Linked DNA regions of Mus musculus: region 2 is linked to region 1. A link is a contact called in public promoter capture Hi-C data. All regions are on one chromosome and are shown on one strand. Each heading gives the region's core, a stretch centred on a gene start, on an enhancer-like site or on the middle of the called end of the contact. The rest is flanking DNA. Distances are from core to core; before and after follow the strand shown.

What was found. Promoter capture Hi-C pulls out the DNA fragments that hold promoters and counts their contacts.
Region 2: a contact with region 1 is called in a promoter capture Hi-C map of hippocampal neurons, with 4 times the contacts expected there. The contact joins the promoter of Snhg17 here to the promoter of Mroh8 in region 1. A contact is called at or near these places in 8 of 39 promoter capture datasets (the 3T3-L1 cell line, 3T3-L1-derived adipocytes, the HPC-7 cell line and 4 more), 4 of 484 Hi-C or Micro-C datasets (B cells, cerebellum and cortical neurons), 2 of 115 datasets of contacts at active chromatin or transcription factors (astrocytes and embryonic forebrain) and 2 of 9 other capture datasets (adipose tissue and embryonic stem cells).

Annotation. Positions count from the first base shown.
Region 1 is chr2:157,275,260-157,280,923 of GRCm38.p6, forward strand. Mroh8 (maestro heat-like repeat family member 8) reads right to left here and starts at 4,290. Exons shown (of 25, transcript NM_001039557.4): 1 at 3,933-4,290. The coding sequence starts at 4,216. Rpn2 (ribophorin II) reads left to right here and starts at 3,839. Exons shown (of 17, transcript NM_019642.4): 1 at 3,839-4,076. The coding sequence starts at 4,064.
Region 2 is chr2:158,357,894-158,363,556 of GRCm38.p6, forward strand. It overlaps Snhg17 (small nucleolar RNA host gene 17), which reads right to left and starts at 3,629. Exons shown (of 6, transcript NR_027887.1): 1 at 3,512-3,629; 2 at 3,050-3,177; 3 at 2,571-2,706; 4 at 1,289-1,438. LOC115489589 (a small nucleolar RNA gene) reads right to left here and starts at 2,036; the gene lies at 1,905-2,036. It also overlaps the pseudogene LOC115489593. RefSeq lists a cis regulatory region at 3,561-3,837.

The sequences.
Region 1 (5,664 bases), core at 3,040-5,539:
ACCCACCCACCCCCCCATCCCCTGATTCCTACATTTTCTTTGACAGGGTGTCTTTTAAATTTTTCTTGCCCATTTTTTTTTTAACTAGTCTCTTTGTAGTTGATTGGTGGCATATGATTTTTGTTATTGTTGTTTTCTGAGACAGAGTCTCACTATGTATCTGTGGCTGTGCTGGAATTTACCATGTAGACCAGGCTGCCCTCAAAATCACAGCTATCTGCCTCCCAGGCGCTGGAACTAAAGGCATCAACCACCATACCTAGATGTTTATATGTTTCAGCAACAGATTCTCCAAATGTAGCTTGATTTTGTGTGCGAGTGCTCGCGTGTGTGTTCATACATGTGAACATGTATCTTGTTGCAGGATATTTGATCACACACTGTGATTCCTGAGATTCTGTTATTTACTGGAAAAACCTTTTTTTCAGTTGTGGTGTGGCTCAGGCTTAGCATACATCTTTAATCCAGGATCTTTCTGCTTGAATATTATAAAGATGATTAAATAAGTTTGAGAAGCGGAACAAGCAACCAGTTGACAGGAAGTAGACATAGGATTATTAAGAAAAAAACCATACAGCTGGAGAGATGGCTCAGCAGTTAAGAGCACCGACTGCTCTTCCAGAGGTCCTGAGTTCAATTCCCAGCAACCACATGATGGCTCACAACCATCTGTAGTGGGGATCCAATGCCCTCTTCTGGTGTGTCTGAAGACAGCTACAGTGTACTCACATACATGAAATAAATAAATAAATAAATCTTCAAAAACAAACAAAACAGTTTGTTTCCTTTTTCTTCAATGCTAGAGATCTAAGCCAGGGTCTGAGGCACATGAGGCAAGTGCTCTACCACTGAGCCCAGCTCACGTGTAATTCTTAAGTGAAAGCTGATGGCTCTTTTCATTTACACCAGTAGGAAAGACACAACTGCAACAATGAAGCCATGGTCAAACTACTCACAGTGCAAACCCTGCAGACGTAGCACTTTGTTTATGGCAGCCATGGTTGGTAGCAAATCCATGCTATGGCTGAGGGTAACTCTGAATATCATGTCCGCCTGCCAGGTTTCCTAAGTGCTGGGTATCACAGGCTGAACCATCAAACCAGCTGGGACACATTGTAAAAGTTAACTTCTATTCACCTTTTTTCCTTCATTAGGTTTCGATAATAATGAAACAATAAACCAAGCTTGCTTTGCCATATATGCCAATTTTATAGTGTAAATATTCCAAAATCATGGCCAGAAATCAAGCTACAAATGTTACCTTTGGAAACAAACTGTGTAGTGGTAGATATTCTATTTTATCGCGGTAGAGGGAATCTTGTGTACTGTGTGGAAGCATCAATAAAAAGCTGATGGCCTATTCAAAAAAGACAGGAAATCAGAAGTGGGAGTTCTGGTTGAGAGCTAGGTTCTCTGGGAGTTAGTCAGACATAGGAAGTTAGACATCCAGACTCTAAGGAGACAGACTATGAAAGTGAGGAGAGGTAGAATAGAATAGAATAAATGGGTTATATAAGTTATGAGCTAGTCAGGAAACAAGCCCACGCTTATGGCCTAGACATATTCATAAATAATTAAGTCTCGGAGTTATTATCTGGCAACAAGGGCAAGGGGAGAAAAGACTGTGGTTACATATCACTTTCCAGCAGTGAGGTATAGCGGTGGATTTTGGCTATGTGGCTTTGGCTCCCTGCAGATTACACCAGTGCACCTGCTATCTTTGCTATCTTTGGATTCACAAATGAGACACACACACACACACACACACACACACACACACACACACACACATTAGCTTCTTTTTAAAATGCCTTGGCTACCTCAAAGGTTGGGCACTCCTAAACCTTCCTCTGCTACCCAAGGCCCAATCGGGAAACTGGCCAGCGGCTACCCACCCAAATTCTCACATGGCCAGTCGGCCCTCTCTTCTGAAGCTCTCCTCTTCCGTCTCCCACCACATCCTGGCAATCTTCTGTGCCCCTGTGTCCTAGCCATAGCAACTCTAAGGGTCCCACCCGACTCCTGTTCCCCAGCCATTGGCTGCTGGCATCTTTATTGATGGATCAAAAACCAACTGTGGACAAGGACCTTTAGCGTTTGGACAGGCAGACTGAATCAAAGCATTAGAACCAATCTCCAACAATGAGGTATTACATACATATAGGCAATGACAAGACAAATGCTGCGACAATGCTAACATGTCGTGAGATCAGGAAATGAAGACTTTAATTTCCAGCACATTTTCTTTCACTTTATGACTATATAATTTAATGTCCTAAATAGCTATTTGCAAAAATTCCAAAAAACTTAACAGCTGGCTCCCTCTCTAGCACACCACTGGCTTGTCTTATTACTGAACTGGTAGAGTTCTTTAAATATATCCTAGTTCAGCACTACCCAATATAACTTTCTGGGATAATGAAAATATCTGTCCTGTAATTTCAAATTACTCAGTGCAAGATCCACCAGCTACCCTGAGCACAGCATTGGCTGATCAGAAGCATAGTATAGCTGAGGAGCTGAAGCTTAAATTTTACTTAATTGGACTAAGTTCAAAGAGAAATTACTGCAGAGAGCTAGTGACTGCTGTATGGAGGAGTGGTCCGACTCCCCGCTACATATCTGGAGTGATACTGAAGAGAAGCAGCATTGCTGTATTGCAAAATTCTACATGTTCACAATAGTTAATTAGCACACATCTAGGCTGTCATCAGAACGCAAGGGCTGAAATATTTCCTTCCTTTTAAAGTATTAAAAGTAACATTTCACAGAATAATAATAAAGAGTAAATAAGATAACATATGTAGGGTGCTCAGTACTCTTTCTGCCTATATTGTGAGCTCGGTAATCAGAGCTACACATTAGTTCTGGCTTCCATTTTTGAGTCTGTTAAATTTGCAGACCAGCGCATCCCTCAACCCTTCCTGGAGTAGACAGCAATTAACACGGAGACCCAAAACTGGTCAACACACAGAGAATAAGAGATCTTGGGACACTCAGCCCTAAATGGGATGTCTACAGCATCCCCTTTACCTCAGGGCTCATGGGCGTGGGTCTATGTGGAAGAGGAGAAGGATTGTTTAAGAGCCAGGGGTGATAAACGGCTTCCAATAAGCAGTTTTTCAGGGATTGTGTCAGTATGCACAAGACCCACAAAAGCTCAAGCCATACAAAACACAGAGAAGGGGGAGTGGGCACAAAAGACCCAACTGTAGCCAAAACTATTCATAACTGATAGCTGCTGGGAGAGGGAAAATCAGTTTTCTTCAGTGGAGTGACTGGGTATATCAACCACTCTCCAGGGCAGGACTCCATGCTTAGTTTGTTTTTTACTTTAGAAAGAGGAAAAATAGAGCATGAGTTGGGTGTGTAGGGAGTTGGGGGAGGATATGGAAGGTGTTGGGGGAAGGAAATGAATATGATCAAAATATATTGTATGAAATTTTCAAAAAAAAAAAATCAAACATTTTAAAACGCTCCTCTCCGTTACCTGTATAGCTCACAGGTTTGAAAACTGGATAAACCCTCACTCACCAGCCAATTATTAATAATCTAAGTAATGCATTAACCATAATTTCCCAAAGTGGATAAAATCAAATGTTACGATAACGCTCCCCTCCCAACCGGACCCTTTTAAAATTGGCCGGGCTGCGGGAGAGAACCGTGAGTGACAGCGCGTCCGGCCAGTCACTGTCACTGGCCAATCAGAGGTGGCCCCGTCTTAGGCCCGCCCCAAGGCCCGGCCCAATCGGGTCCCGGTGGCGGCGTGAGCAGGGCGGTTGAGAGGCGGTCGGTTCCAAGTGGGTCCCGGCGCGGGGGAGAGGACGGCTTGGCAAGCAGGACCCGTGAGTGAGGTTCGCACGCCGCGACTCAACTGCCCCACACTGCGGCTGCCGGGCACGGCCCTGCCAAGCGGGACCGCCGCGACTGACCTTTGCCGGGAGCCCATTCTGGCAAGTGGCGTGTGCCGCGGGTCCCTGGCGTCCCCTCCGGCGCGCTCTTGGAGCCACTTCCCGGAGCGGAAGTCTGCCTGCTCGGGCTCCGGTGGGACCTGCTCGGAGGAATGGCGCCGCCGGGTGAGGCGTTGCGCATGGCTCAATAGTGGGGCCCCGCGGCCGACACGCTTTGGGGAGCGGGGCGTCGCCCGCGGGAGGCTAGTGCGGACCACACGGGCGCCGGCTAGGCGCGGTTCCCCTCCCCTACGGGGCAGGGGCATGGGCACGGGCGCTTTCGGGGTCGAGCGTGTGGCGGAGGCTGCGAGCTGGTGAAGTGCTGGGGACCCGAAGGGTTGGTGGCGGGGCGTGCGACGTGGGACTACGGGTCCCCGCAAGGCCGAGCGCGAGCCCGGGCAGCGCGGAGCCCGAGCCTGGCCTCCTCCATTCATTCGAGTAGTACCAGCGGCCTACGCCTGTCACAGAGAGCCACCCCTGGCATCATGAAAGCTTTTGAGCATGTCACTAGACTTTCTTCGACTTCTAGGTTCCTTTTCCCTGACAGGGACAGGAGACTCACAGGTCTGTCTGGGAGCTGAAAGCCTAGGGTATGAAGTGATATTACGGGTGCAGACTTGTAACCGGCCACGTATTGATTGTGAGAACAGAAGCCAGGGACTCAACAGCTTAGTTTCTCATCTGGTATCTGCTTCGCAAGAGTTGTGTTAAATGATATTTCTGTGCTTGCTTTTAACAGTGCCGGGCAAAACTCAATGCTTGGTAGATTCTGAGTGGATAGGTGGGAATCTTAGTGTATTCAAGTCACTATTTTATTTGTTGGTAAAGTGGCTAAAGTCAGAACTTGCATTGAAACTTAAGTTTGAGTTTCAGTTATTTGTCTCAGGGCAAGGGAGTGGGCACCTACTTAAGAACCTTTTTTCTTTTCTTTACTTAGATAGGGTCTAGGGAGCTGGGAGTTGGTTCAGTGCAACTTGTGGATCTGAGTTCAAATCTTAGCACTGGGTATGGCTGGCTGCATTGTGCACGTAACCCCAGCATTGGAGGGCAGAGACCAGCAGATCCCAAGAGGTAACCATCTAGTCTAGCAAAAATGGTTCTAGATCAGTGAAAAGGCCCTGCCTCAAGGCAAGAAGGCATAGAACATCAGAGGAAGTCATCCTGTGTTTACTCTGGCCTCTGCATGCCTGTGCACTGGCATACACTTATGTGCATGTACCACAATACACACAGAATAGGTAGGGTCTTACTATGAAGCTGGGGCTCCAGCTCAGACTCACCATCTTGCCTCTGTTTCCCTAGTCCTGGAGTGACAGGTATGAAATAGTTTACAAACCATTTCTTGGTTTGTAAAATGCAGAAAATACCCACCTCACTTGGATATTAGAAGGCTTAAAGACTGGTGCAGTGCATACAAAGAACTCAGTATAATTTGGGCCTACCCATTCAATTGAGTGTTCAAGTACGAGCCAGAAAAGTTGCTACTGTGCTTAAGTGTAGAAAGATTCAGCTTCTGGCACAGAGGCTATAAGGGGATTCACAGTTTAGCTGGAGGAGCGGTGATCATAGTCCTTCACTACATCAAATCCCTGATTGCCCATTGGTCATTGGGAATTTTGCCAAATGCCTCGATGTCTCTTTCTCTACATCTTCTTAGCCATTGGCAATTCTGATAGGTTTTAACTTCAAATTGTGGCAAGACTGACTATTTCCT
Region 2 (5,663 bases), core at 2,379-4,878, 1.1 Mb after region 1:
CATACATACATATGTGCATTCACATAGACACATGAAACAAATAATGTTGGACTGCATTTTGGTCTGCAAACCATGCATTTTAAGACCAGTGGCTCACAAGTGATACAAAAACTCATTGGGCCACGGGGACCACAGGCTGGGAAGGGAGCTGCACACTCTGTACCAGGGAGCTCCTTCTCTCAACACACGCTTAAGGGCTGTTACACGCCCCGCCCCACCCCACCCTGGCACACACAGCTCCCCTCAGTCCAGCCCCACCTCTCCTCCTGTCATCTACCTTCTGCTCCTCTGTGAAAAGTTAGGGAACCCACCTAGAGATCCTTTGGAAATCTGTGCTGACCTAGCACATGCAAACACCCCAAGTTTCTGGAAACAGAACACCAAGTTGCGAAGACCCAGCACTGACTTGTGCAGCTTCCAGAAAGCGCCACCCACACTTCCGTAAGGCTGCAGAGCAAGACACAAGTGTAGGAAAGCTCCAGGCCAGACGCCCCGAGCTCGGAGCCCGTCTTTCCGCATCCTTTCCCTGCACTACCAATGACCAGGACACGGCAGCCAAGATCACTTTCGGATGCAGGGGCGCAAGCCACGGTGAACACGTGGATCCAGTGGTTAACTAACATCAACTGCACAGAGCCCCACAATCTGCCAAGAAGAAGGGGGAGTCAGTCCTGAAAAACCTTTGTCTTAGCTTTAGTTTTCCAAGTCAGGAAATGGAAGATCAAAACAGGTAAGGCTGCTTAATTAAGGTGGAATCTGGGGACTAGCTAGGTAACAGCTAGTCACCTGATGTCTAGGCTGAGGCCCAGCTTTCCAGGGCAGAAGCAAGGCACACACGTGGGTGCACTTCTGCCACTGGCAGAAGAATGAACGGGAAGGGAGGGGCCTCAAAGAGCCAGAGCAGATAGGTGCTCCGGACCACCCTAACTCTCCATCGTTCAACTATGACTTTTCCCTCCACTGCTAACAAGTCACTGCTACCCAACACAATGACAAAAAGAGGGAGACCGTGGCATATACAAGTGTCTTCAATGCCTACGTCCACTCCCTTGCCCTTACAATTCACTAACACTGGAAAGGCCTCACACTTACCCATGCACGACCTAGGTGGGAGGATCCACACACCACTCCCCACTCATCTTCCCCGCCCCCAAAGAGGCAGAAAATACTACAGGAAACTCTAGGGACTCAAAGGCTGGGGCTCCAGACTGGACAGAGCCATCCTTACATTCTCTCAAACTCCAATCTCTTGATGAGGCCTCTGAACAGTAGCAAGTGTATGACTTACCTGCTATGGCCTCCTGAGCTGCCAGTGGACCCACTTCCTCTCCGGAGAAGGGACTGGAGCTCTTGGGAGACAGGGCTGATGATCCACTGCACTGGCCACTCAAAGGCCCATCAGGGCACAGCACTCTGGAGTGTACCGTCGCTCCTGGCACTGGGCATGGAAGAGTAGCAGCGACACGTTACTTCCTCTGTATTGTTGGACCCTCACTCTTGCCTGTTGTCAGAGTGGAGAGGAAAACGCTTCCGAAGTGGCTACCGAAGGCAAGAGTCAAAAGCAGGCCATGAGGGAAGAATTCAAGGAGGCAAAACGGCAAATTTGCTCCCTCCTGGGCCTCCCTGTCAGGCTGTTTACCCAGTTGACACACGACAATGCCTTACAGAAAGTGACTGCCCCTTGATCGTTCATTTGTTCAGTCAGAACCCTGCCTCTTGACTAACAGAACACAGCAAGATGCATTCTAGAAGTCAAGCAACAGGACATTTTCTACACGGTCTCAAGTGTCCTGAAGAAGTGACAACTGGGTGTGGAGGCTGAGAAAGGATCTGAAGGAAGCAGCCACCGTCTGAGCTCCCTACCTTTGCTTCCCAGAAGTGCCAGAACGGCAGGCAGCGGGCAATGTGGGAAAGCACCAGGGTTTGGCAAGGACGAGTGTGGATCCTCCAAACACGGGGAAAGGCTTTCCAAATCCTCTCCCTGCAGTATCAATGACCAGGGCACAGGCAGCCCACAATCACTTTCGAATACAGGGGCAGAGGGCAAGGAAGACTATGGCCAAGAGCTGGGTAATGGTTAAACTGGAAAGAGATGGACAGATAGGCAACAGCCAGACAGCCAACAAAGGAAAGAGGCTGCTCCTAACTGAGCAACAGCTGTTCCTTAAGGAGAGCTCGGAAGACTGGCCGGGAGGAGGTGACAGTTCTAATAAGCACTGGCCACGAGACCTGCAGTAGGCTCAGCACTTGCTGTCTTAGATCAATGCAACCTGCCCAGCTGGCAGAACTGAGGTGACAGGACTCTTATGTCACAGAGGTAGTCCCATTTTTCAGATGAGGAAATCAAGAACCAGACAAGGCCCGGAAGCCAGCAGAGAGCAGTGGCTGAAATCTGGATGGTGCATATGACCCCCAAAATCTTCTGGCTCCTTTCCATTCTGCTCTCCACCCACCAGAGTAAAGCAGAAGGGTACAGAAGCGACAGTGGGAACACAGGACACACAAGACACAGATCCCAAGTGGGTACAGCAACAAGCAGGCACACCTCAAAGAACCCAGCCTCACCTCACCTTCACCCACTTCCAACTATAAATGAAGAAACTGAATCCCCCATCCCAGGGCACAATCCTCACTCAGGAGCACCAGTTTGTCGATGTAGCAAGACGGAGACAACTCTTTGGCCACTGTAGATCCCAGCTGTTATTTCTGCAAATACAATAAGCCCAGGTGAGCCACATGAACAGCACCCAGTTACCTGGGAAAGCACCCAGAATCCCAAACACAAAAGCTGCCAGGTAGCAAACCACGGAGCATAGACACCCCCCCCTTTCCTCTGTAATCCCCACTATGCAACATGGAACAGAACTGTCCCCAGAATCTTGCCCTTGGTTATTTCGAGCCCTCACCGAGCTTCTCTCTGCACAGTGGCTTTGTCGACCTCCTCAAAAGTAGTAATCAGAACTCCACACCACCCCTCTGCTGGTACCCATGGGAAGGCCAATTACAGGCACCCGGGCTTCAAGTTGCTCCCGAATAGCAGAGCACTTACCCAGGCATCCTCTCCCTGGACAGTGGGTGTCCATCTCGGAGTTGAAGGGAGTAGGGGGTTCCAGAAGCTGTAATCTGTCGACCCAAGGAGCTTCCATCTGTCTCCAGGAGGGCTGCGCAGTCTACAGCCTGGCAGGACAACGGAAGCGGCTGCGGCGCAAGGCAGGGCGGGGCAGGGGGACCCAGATGCTGCACCCGGGGTCCTGGGGGAGTCTCAACTTAAATCCTGGTCAATGGATTCGCCTTGGTAGGATGCTAAAAACATGGGACACAGGTCGTAAACACCGACCCACTTTTTGTAGGCGACAGACATGGCTTTGAGGCTTCAGATACTCAGACGGTGAAAAGCACGCGGCTTGAGGCCCTCCCTCCTCTAGACCCAGCAGACCAGCCGCCCACCGACGGCCCGCAGCCCGGTTTCCTTGATGGAGGAAACGGCGCTGCCCATGCACCTTGCACTCACCTTGGTGCCCTGTATTGGGGAGACGAGCCCGGGAACATGCGGGATGTCTGTAGATTTGGGCGGATGGCAATGGCCAGAGAGGAAACACATCCACGCGACAGGAAACTGTGGTCTTCACGATGGGCGCTGGCGGAAGAACAAATGACAAAGCACGCTGCAGCCTAGAGCAGCATCTCCGAGCGGCGGGCCCTCCAGCGCCCCCACGAGGAGAGGAGACTAACAACTGTTTGAACATATTAAGTTAATTTTTTTTTTTTTTTAAACAATGATACGTTTTAGGAGGAAACTGTCTCTCGTTTGCCGTATTTTTTCTGTTTGTTCTGAAGCAGACCTCTCTTACAAACTACTGATTCCACAGCACATGGCTCAGTGGTGTCACAAAGGAACAAATGATGACTTTAAACACCACCACACGAGGTCAGTAGTGGCTTGAGACTGGCATGTGGAAGGGATGAGAGCAAAGAATGAATGCTTTGCTAAAAGTCTACCTAAAAATCATAAGGCCGATGGGACGATTCCCTTAACCAGAAAAGTCCTGATCCAAGTAACAGATGAGAGACAGATGTTTGAGAAGGAGCTCACGTGTTTCCAAGTCTTCATACTCCCAAACTCTGCTTGGATCCTAGGCCAAATGTGGCTCTTGGCCCTATGTACAGCAGCTCTGCCCTTGGGGCTGAAGAAGGAACTCCACTGAAAGAGTCCAAATGACCTCTGAGCCAGCCATCTCTTCCGCCTCTAAGGGTGACTTAAAGACAAAAGATAGTCTGGGCTGGAGAGATGGCTCAGTGACTTAAAGCAATTGCAGAGGACCTGAGTTCAATTCCCAGTACTCATACAGAGAGCCTAATGTTTGTCTGTAACTCCAGTTCTAGGGGATATGACGCCCTCTTCTGTACATTGTAAACACTGCCTGTAAAAGTGGTACACATAGTATTTCAGGCAAAACACTCGCAGGCATAGCATTAAAAGAAAGAAAGAAAGAAAGAAAGAAAGAAAGAAAGAAAGAAAGGAAGGAAGGAAGGAAGGAAGGAAGGAAGGAAGGAAGGAAGGAAGGAAGGAAGCCAGGCGTGGTGGCGCACACCTTTAATCCCAGCACTTAGAAGGCAGAGGAAGGCAGATTTCTGAGTTTGAGGCCAGCCTGGTCTACAAAGTGAGTTTCAGGACAGCCAGAGCTATACAGAGAAACCCTGTCTCAAAAAACCATTAAAAAATATATATATATATTATTAAAATATATATTAAATATATATTATATATTAAATATGTATTATATATTAAATATATTAAATAAGTATATTTAATATATATATATATAATATATATTAAATATATATATAAATATATATTAAATATATATTAAATATATATATATATATTTTTTAGGGCTGGTGAGATGGCTCAGCGGTTAAGAGCACTGACCACTCATCCAGAGGTCTTGAGTTCAATTCCCAGCAACCACATGGTGGCTTACAACCTTCTACAGTGAGATCTGATGCCCTCTTCTGGTGTGTCTGAAGACAACTACAGTGTACTCCTATCCATTAAATAAATAAATCTTTTTTTAAGAAATTAAGGCAAAAGGTAGATGTATTTTTATGAATTTAATACTGTAACAAGATATTGTGTCAGCATTGTCATGGTTAATATTGCCAACTTGACAGGATTCAGAATCACCTAGAAGACAATAGGCTAGGCACATCTGTTAGGGACACCAAGATTAAGTTAGCTGCTGGGCTTGTTTGTAAAGGAATGATCTAGATTATACCAAACAAGATGAGAAAGCCCACCTTAACTGGGTGTGGACAGCACCATTCTCTGGTCTGGGGTCTTGAGCTGAACAGTGGAGAATTAGCTGAGCAGTAGCAATTGTTACTCTTTGTGTCCCAGCTTTGAATGCAGCATGACCAGCCATCTCAACCAGAACCCCTCTCCCATGATAGACTGTACCCTCCAACTGGGAGCCAGAATAGCTTCCTTCCCGATCAGCTCGCTTTTGTCAGCGTATCTTACAGAGCAATGAGAAGGCAACTGATGTCATCATATTGGAGTTTTCTTTCTTTCTGGATACTGGAGGTTAAACCAGCACTAAATGTTTCACCCCCGCTAGGTGATTGCTTTGTCACTAAGCCCAAACACCAGCCCTCTTTTAAAA